Regions from separate parts of the Mus musculus genome. Here all the other regions are linked to region 1. The links are chromatin contacts, called in public HiChIP or PLAC-seq and promoter capture Hi-C maps. All regions are on one chromosome and are shown on one strand. Each heading gives the region's core, a stretch centred on a gene start, on an enhancer-like site or on the middle of the called end of the contact. The rest is flanking DNA. Distances are from core to core; before and after follow the strand shown.

Region 1 (2,840 bases), core at 221-2,720:
ATTTTTTATGTGAATGGGCATTTTGCCTGCATATATGTCTGTGTACCACATGTGTACCTGGGGCCAGTGGAAGCCAGAAAAGGGTGTTGGAGCCCCTGGAACTGAAGTTACAGATGGTTGTAGCTTCCACATGTGTGCTGGGAATCAAACCTGATTCTGGAAGAGCAGTCAATGCTTTTATCTGCTGAGCCATCTTTCTTGCCCCTCCACCCTCCTCTTCAGGGAAGAGGAGAAGCAAGAAAAGCAGTCATGACAGGATAGTCCAGAATAAAGTGGTAGTGGTACGGATGAAGAAAACCAATGTGCAAGAGAAGTCAAAACACCAACATTGAGAAGACACCATGAAAGTGACTGGTTAGCTCCTTGGGAAAAGGAACTTGAAGGAGGTCCATACTTGTACGTGTTCGTCATATAAACGGTACCATTCTGGCGGCAGCTAGACTCAGGTCTGGCGTTCCATAGAGGGCTGGGTTGTAGGTTATTGAGCTCTCAGGGGAAGGGTTAATAGAAGAGAGCCACCCCAGAAGTTAGCTACCCTGGTGCAATCCACTAAGGTTCCTCGCTCTCCCTCTAGGTGGCGCCAGAAGCCTTGCACTTCTCTTGGGCCTTTTTCTGAATTGAGCTCTCTCTCCACATTCTTCGCCAGCTCTCTCCCTGGACGTGCTTAGGTCGTGCCCTCTCAGCTGTAGACCCAAAACAGTAGCTGACTCTGGAAAGCTTGTCGCCCACGCGGCCAGCACATGCCTGGAGGCTCAGGGACTTCAGGGAGGGTGGTGTGACTGGCGTGAGCACCTGTCCCTTGGGTCCCCTCCAAGAACCAGTGTAGAGACTATGTGGAGGGGATGGGCCAGTAGGCAGCGCGCCGCCCAGAGATGCGTGGAAAGAAAGGACGATCAGGCATGGTCTCCAGATACACTAGGAACGGAAGTTATTGGTCCCTTGGATCATCTCCTCGTGGGAAGCGTGTCGCGGACCCTTTAAGGCTCCATCTCCTTTGCCCTCCCCCGCCTGGGACAGGCTGGGACACCCGGGACCTGACATTTGGCGGAGCCTAACGTGGGAACTAAAAATAGCCACTCCGGGTTACTTCGGGGCATACACACATACACACACACACACACACACACACACGCGGGCTCTATGTCATCCTGCTGGAGTTACCCCGTACCCTGGCAAGTACATGTAGCCCATACCCTCCTCTTCGACCTTTCAGGGGGACCAGCTGCACTCAATTCTTTCAGAAATTTCGCAGTCCAAGATTTTGGATGGCGGGAAGAGCCTTTTGTTCCAAGGACCCTACTTTGAAAACTCAGAAGCAGGCGGGAACCTTAGGGGCGTGTCTCCCCAGCCAGCACTAGGGCTAGGGGTGGGGGCGTGGCCTTTTGGGGTGTGCGGGCTCCTGGCCAATGGGTGTTGTGAAGGGCGTGTCCTATGGCGGGGCGGGAGTGGGGAGGTGGCTTCAGCTCTCCGCATCTTTCCCCCTCAAGCGGGTCTCACTAGATCCCGGAGAGCCTTGGTGCTCTCCGGTTCCGTGGGTTGTGGCAGTGAGTCCCACCAGACCCGCCCTTTGCACACGGCTTCCGAACGCCGGGGTCTCGTGCCGGCCAGGCCCGGACCCTATACCCTATTCATTTTTTTCTTATTGCAGCGCCTGAGTCTTTTCTTCTTTTAAAACAAGATGCCGTCGGGTTTCCAGCAGATCGGCTCTGACGTAAGGTTCAGCATACCGGGGCGAATTGGGAAATCTGGTCCAGTTTTTCTTGGGCTGAGTTTGGGGTTGGGGTCAGCTAGGAGGCGGTTCTTGCGCAGGCGCAGGGGTTGGAGATGGGGGGCTGGCTATTTATATTCAGCCTAGACAACCCGTGACTGTCAAATTCCAATCCCGCCAAGAGACAGAGTGGGTCCGAGAGACTCTTTACGCGCCCAGGCTGAGAGACTGGATTCTCGGGAATCCAGAACTTGTCTCCTAGCCTACTGTGCACTGCATGGGGTGACACTCTGCCCACGACTCTATTTGGAATGGTAGATCCAGAGTCTCGCCTTCCCTTCCCGGAGCTGTTCAGATTTACGGTGTTTCTAGGACCCGAGCACTTCGGGGGCCCCACCCCCACTGCTGGCTGTCTTCCAGGAGGCTGAACTTTCTCTCGGCCTTGCGGTGGGTGGAGGGGCAGAGGGGAGTGTCAGCCCCCCCCCCCAGCTCAGGTTTCCTCTTGGAGACAGACTGTGCCGCCAGCAGTAGCCACCACTGCCACCGCCCCTCACACCACTCACTACCATCCCTCCTCTTCCCCTGGGCATGGCTCTCTCTCCCTGCTAAAATCCCCCCTCACATCCCCGAGTACTTGGTCCCAGTTTAGGAGCTGAGGGTTGGCTAGGCCTAGACCTAAAAGGCTACCCCAAAGCAATGACCCAGACGCCCTTTCTGGACTAGCCATTCTTGGGCCTGTTTACGGCCTACTGGAGCAAGCTGAGAGAACTTCCAGAAGGAAGAGACAAGGGCTAGAGGTGATGTTAAAACATTATTTATATTAGTTTATAAAACAGGCACTGTCTGGGATACTGTTATAGTTGATTTTGATTTTTCAAGTGTTTTCACAGACTGACAGGTAGCCGAGGGAGGCAATATCACCTGACAGAAGAGGAAATCCAGGTTCAGTTTAGAGTGGGGAAGTGACTTACCCAAGGTCACACAAGTCTTGAGTCTGTCTCAAGGTCACAGGGGAATTTTGAGGTCCAGATCCTCAAACTTTTGCCTGTGGTGTGGACACAGAGATCGGTTTTTTCCTACATGCCCAGGTTCCTGTGGCGTTCTGTTTACAGTGAGATCTTTGTACAATTCC
Region 2 (2,840 bases), core at 140-2,639, 720 kb before region 1:
GTGACCTTCAGAGGTTTGGATTTCTGTCTCTCCATTTCAGCTCCTGTCCCCCCTCTCCTTCCCTGCAGTTTGCACTCTATAAGAAAATGACTCAGGCGGCCATCCTGATTCAGAGCAAGTTCCGAAGCTACTATGAACAGAAGCGGTTTCAGCAGAGCCGCCGAGCAGCGGTGCTTATCCAGCAGCACTACCGCTCCTACCGCCGCAGGCCGGGGCCTCCTCACCGGCCCTCAGGCCCCCTTCCTGCTCGAAACAAGTAGGGACCACCCCTTCCTGCCCCTATACAGCCCTCAGTTTACCTCTTTGTTAATGCCCACTACCTCTATCGGCCCTCCAGCCTTTCCCTACAATGGTCTTAAAGTGGGGACTCTTCTTTCCCACCAGGGGCACCTTTCTCACCAAGAAGCAAGACCAGGCAGCCCGGAAAATAATGAGGTTCCTGCGGCGCTGCCGACACAGGTTCTAACCCCATCCTTACCTCTCTGCCCTGACACCTTTTCTGATCCATCAGTCTCCTCTGACTTGGCTCTGTCTCTCCGCAGAATGAGGGAACTGAAGCAGAACCAGGAGCTGGAGGGGCTGCCCCAGCCAGGACTGGCCACCTGACCTCTCCAACGCCTTTCTTCAAAACCCTGGGAGCCCCTTCTGGCTGTCTAAACAAGGAGAGGGCTTTCGGGACTAGGGGAGCCCCCTGTCGGCAGCTCTTCACCCCTTCACCTTTTTGGGAGCCCTTCGTAGAACCCCCGCCCCCAGGCCTTACACGTTTCCTCCCTTCTGGTTGTGCCTCCTCTTTTGGTCTCCGGCTCCAGAAGACCCACGCCCCACATATCTGCATCTTCAGCTGTGACCTCCGGAGCCCTGCCTGCACCTTCTCCATATCCCCGTTCCTGCCTGCACCTGACTCGGACCTTCCTGACTTGCCTTATTTATTTGTTCGAGAGTCTCTGATGAATGTATCCGCCTCGGTCCCCACCGCTGCCTTCGCTGCGCGCGCCCTCGTGTTTCAGGGGTGACTGCCCCCACCTTGACTCCGCATGTTTGCGTCTGTTTCCTCCTTTCCTGGCCCTGTCTTCCCCATCACCCTGACTCTCTGGTCGCCCACGTAGGGGCCAAAGAGGAGGGGGTGTACATAGGATCGCGAGGCGGAGTCCCGCTCCCGTGGGGAGGGGTGTGTACATAACTGTAACATACAGAGTATAGTGAAGAATCTATTTAAGGCGCTGCGCGGCCGGGCGTCTGATTCCCTGGCGCGGCGGGAGCCCCCGGCTGGCTCCACGAGCACTTTCTACTTGTGCATGGGCTTGGTTTATACGAATTGCCATTAAACGTCTCTGCACCAGCTAGCCTCCGGCCTCTCTCTGCTGGGGGCGGGGTAGGAAGGTCGCCACGCAAGTCGCCGGCCTCATCTCGCTGCCTTAAGCGGGGCGGAGCAGCGCGGTTTTTCGCTTCCGACGTGTTTCCGGCCTTAAAGGCATTTCGTCCTTCCCTTTAAGACGCACCGCCCCCTCTCACTCATTCCCAAGATGGCGGACCTACTGGGCTCCATCCTGAGCTCCATGGAGAAACCACCCAGCCTCGGTGACCAGGAGAGTCGGCGCAAGGCCCGAGGTGAGGATCCCAGATTCACAACCGCGTATCTTCGCCCGATTCTTGGGACCACACTCTTCCCTCTTTGAATAATGCCACCTCCTACCCTAACAGACCCCCCACAGGCCACTTCTGAGACCCTCAGAGTCCCTAAAAGGCCTGTCGGCCCGCCCGCTGTCTTTTGCAAACAATGATTGGCTACCTCAGCCTGCCTTCTACCTCCAGTCTCTTCTTCCTATCCTCGCCTTTTACAGTCCTTGTTTGCGATTGGTCAACGGGCCTGCCTGTCTGCTGTTGGTGAGCTCTGATTAGTAGGATGCCTTTCTTCCGATTGGAGGATGTCGTATCCATCGCCTCGGTCCCGCGAATCTCCAGTTCTATTACGATTGAGTTTAGGGCACGCCCATCCACCCGTCTGTTCCCCTCTATTGGCTAGCTCAGCCAAAAGCTCTACCTTTAAAGTGTTACCTTTTCTGACCGACCTCAGCCTCAGCTCCTCCCATTGGTTGGCTGGATCCTCCTATCTTTATGCCCCTTCTTGAGTTGACCCAGTCCCTCATACCTTCCACCGCCCTTTCCTAACTATAGCCTTAAATTCCTGTGCTGCCCAACTAGATCGTGATGTTGATTGGAGAGATGAGAATGCCCCGCAGGCTCCGATTCGCCATCTCTCCTTCCCAGCCCCCGCGCTGAGTAGCTAACCAGAAAGCTCGCTGGGGTTTGGCAGCCAGGGTAGGGTGCGGCCCGAAGTGGCCTGCCCTGTATTGGCTTGGAGCGCATGTGAAGGACTTTATAGAAAGGATAGCCTTAGGTGCATCCAGCTCCCAACCACGTGAGCCTTGGTCGTGGATAAGTCTCCTACCCGCACCTACTACCCATCTGCTCAAAGGAGGCAAGACAGGATGCTTTCAGAATGTTCAAAGACTGTTAAATATCTGTACTCCCTTATTTACAAAACTTGTGAAGCCAAAGATGCTCATCAAGGAGATTATAGACCATGTCTGGGACGTTTATTAATGATCATACGGAATTTTAATAACCAATTAATATACATGTGTAGGAAAGATTAATTGGGAGTCCCAGGCTTGTCTGAAATGAGCCGAGCAACAAAGAATAGGTAACTCAGTAAAGGGAGTGCAGTCTGTTCGAAAGCTATGGGAAAGCAGAGCTTAATAGGAAACAGGAGTTAGAGTTACTTAATGTTCAGCTGAGTAATAGGTGTGCTCCCATCAGCCGTCAGAATAGGAGGCTTT
Region 3 (2,840 bases), core at 129-2,628, 590 kb before region 1:
ATCCAGCCTGGCTAAAATATTGGCACAGTACTATGGAGGAGATCCAAGCAGGGAAAGTTTCCTGGGAACCAGGGACAAGGGAGGGGGCACGGCACAGAGCTGAGGAAGGAAAATGCCCAGGGGATAAGAGTCAGACAGACAGGAGTGAGTGAGGCTGCCATGGGGTGAGAAGTACCTGCCTTTCACGGGAAGCAACCGAGTTCTACTCACCGAGCCAAAGGGAGCAGACTCATCAAGACTTTGTGTCTCTGGAGGTCCCGATGCAGCTCCTGAAAGTGTCGGAACTTCTTCTTGGTTGTCCAGGTAAAGTCACCATGCGTCAAGCGAACAGAATATAGAGTACAGGTTCCCACCTGGGGATATGAAAATCTAAAATATGTCTTCTGGCCCAACCCAGGCCTCCACTTGGGCCAGGACTCCCTCTCTCGCCTTCCCTGGTATCCGCTGGTGACTGACCTTGGATCCGCTGGTGTATCTTTCGGTGCCCACCACCTGGGCTATAACAGGGACCCCAGGGGCGAACACCAAGGGGTGTGCTTTCAGAGGCTGAAGGTCATAGATGGCCAGATAGGGATGCATTCGATCAGCTGGGAGGGGAAAAAAGCAAAACAAAAACAAAACAACCCAAGGGTGTAAAGATCTCAGGAGGCCTCAGATCCCTATCTCCCCTCTCTGGGAGCCATCTCCCTCTATACCTGGATCCTCTCCTTCCCTCAGAGTGTCAACCTCATCTGGCTCCATGTGCAACTGGCTGGAGTTCAGATAGTCCCCATAGGGAAAGAGGTTCTTCTGGGTTACAGTCATCCTAGGAATATGAGGAAGCCTCAGGAAGGGACTCGCCCTACAGAAACACCCCTTCCCCATCCAACGCCCCCGGTCGGTCCTCTCCCGTCTTACTCAGTGACTCTCAACGTCTAGGGTTGTAGACCGACGCCCCTCTAACACCCACCCCTGCAACCTCCATTCCCTCCCCCAGCCTTCAACCAGAGCCTCTCAGCCCCGCTTCTCATTCCAAATTCAGGTCCAAAAAAGCACCTAGCTAAGGTGGGATGGCCTCGAACTGGGGCGAGGTTAAGTCCAAGGGAGGAGCCCTGGTGACAGCGAGGCTCGAAGTCAGGTCAGACTGGCTGGAAGCAAGGGTCCGGGCGGGAATGAGGAAGTTGCGCGCTCCCCGCCCAGGAGAGAGATCCCGAAATCTGGACGAGCGGCTGAGTCAGAAGGCCGTTGCAGCTCCAGCCCGACAGCGTCCCCGCCCGGTTCCCGGGGCTCCGGACCTCAGCCGCGCCACGTCCCGGGCCCCCGCACCCTGGATGCGGACCCCGGCGCCCGTGCGGGTTCGCAAGCAGGCAGAACTCAGCCAGGAGCCTACACCCCAGAGGGCCGGGGCGGGGCCGGGGTTCAGAGCCTGCCCTCGGGGGGCGGGAAGGCCCCCAGGGCTCACCTCCACGACTGTCGCGTCGACTGGGTCCCGCCCCCGCCGTCCTCTGCCCGCCCTGCGTTAGAGACGCCCGGGCCCGGGCCGCCCACTCCGGAGGCCGCCCACTCCCCAGGGCTGTCTTCTTCCTCCAGCTGCCCTCGGGGCACCTGCTGGCTATGTCCAGCACCCCCCAGTGTGCGATCCACGTAGTGCACATTCCTCTACTGCGCGCGCGCGCGCGCGCGGCCATTGGGTAGTCTGGTCCCCAGCACTGCCTGGAATCCGGGCAGAACGGCCTGGGTTGCGAGGACCTGCAGATGTCCCCTTGGTGGGCCCGGTACAGATAGCCTTTGTTGATGGAAGGTAATAAGAGCATAAAAAGCCGAGTGACTGCCAAGTTCGTTGCTGTATGAGAAATCGCATTCTTCATTCTTGAAACGCTCTTTTAACGCAGGAGTGATTAGCCCGACACTGAGCGACAATAACAGACCAATTTCGGAACCTGGAACCTAATCGCCTGTAAATTTCAGTCTGGAAAAAACTTTTTTTCCCCAGATCCTAAAGGCTGTCCTTTTTTTCCCTTCCAAATTTCCGCTGAATCATCATTTGAATTGTTTTAGGTTTTGTTCACTGGAAATGAACCTCCAATAAACATTTATGTGCCAGTCATTTTTGTGGACTTATTATTTTAATTCCTCTTCTGTAAACAACTAGAGTGGAACTACTGGGTCATATAAGTGTATGTTTAACTTACTGTTTGCTGTCGAGGTCTGGGCTTGGCAGTTTGTAGCTCAGCAGCACAGAGAATTGGAGAGAGTATTGTGAAGCTTGGGCATTGAGACCAGCTGAGGCTACACAGCAAAACACTGCTGAAAAAACAAACCCCGGGGCTGGAGAGATGGCTCTGTGCATGAGCTGAGGACCTGAGTCTGATTCCTAGCACCCACATGGCTGCTCACCAAGCAGTCCCCAGGGGATCTGATGTTCTCTTCTTGCCTCTGTGGCCACTGCACACACAAAACATTTATACACACAAAGCCAAAATAGAGAAAACAATTAAATACAAAAACTTTCCAAAATGGCTCTTCTATTTTATATTTCTAAAAACCAGTGTATGGTACTTCTGTTGTAGCTGCTCCATAGCACGGTGCACATTCAATTCCATAGATCCTTCCTGTTATCCATTAGAGTGGTCTGAAAGGTTTACCACTGCAGTCTTAATTGTACATCTCTGAATATTAACAGCGTTAACTGTATTTCCTATTGTCTTAGTTAGGGTTTTACTGCTGTGAACAGACACCATGAAAGGCAACCCTCATAAGGACAACATTTAATTGGGGCTGGCTTACAGGTTCTGAGGTTCATTATCATCAAGGCCGGATCATGGCAGCATCCCAGGCAGGCATGGTACAGGAGGAGCTGA

Evidence for each region. Promoter capture Hi-C pulls out the DNA fragments that hold promoters and counts their contacts. HiChIP or PLAC-seq counts read pairs in DNA pulled down with a chosen protein or histone mark.
Region 2: a contact with region 1 is called in an H3K27ac HiChIP or PLAC-seq map of embryonic stem cells, with 2.3 times the contacts expected there. The contact joins the promoter of Spag7 here to the promoter of Slc2a4 in region 1. A contact is called at or near these places in 3 of 115 datasets of contacts at active chromatin or transcription factors (embryonic stem cells, epiblast stem cells and fetal liver).
Region 3: a promoter capture Hi-C map of liver shows a contact between it and region 1, with 4 times the contacts expected there. The contact joins the promoter of Pld2 here to the promoter of Slc2a4 in region 1. A contact is called at or near these places in 2 of 39 promoter capture datasets (both in liver).

What each region holds. Positions count from the first base shown.
Region 1 is chr11:69,946,820-69,949,659 of GRCm38.p6, reverse strand. Slc2a4 (solute carrier family 2 (facilitated glucose transporter), member 4) reads left to right here and starts at 1,470. Exons shown (of 11, transcript NM_009204.2): 1 at 1,470-1,711. The coding sequence starts at 1,679.
Region 2 is chr11:70,667,965-70,670,804 of GRCm38.p6, reverse strand. Spag7 (sperm associated antigen 7) reads left to right here and starts at 1,389. Exons shown (of 7, transcript NM_172561.3): 1 at 1,389-1,608. The coding sequence starts at 1,524. It overlaps Camta2 (calmodulin binding transcription activator 2), which reads left to right. Exons shown (of 23, transcript NM_001190376.1): 21 at 69-256; 22 at 385-459; 23 at 543-1,342. The coding sequence ends at 606.
Region 3 is chr11:70,538,810-70,541,649 of GRCm38.p6, reverse strand. It overlaps Pld2 (phospholipase D2), which reads right to left and starts at 1,378. Exons shown (of 25, transcript NM_008876.3): 1 at 1,036-1,378; 2 at 696-805; 3 at 457-587; 4 at 211-353. The coding sequence starts at 804.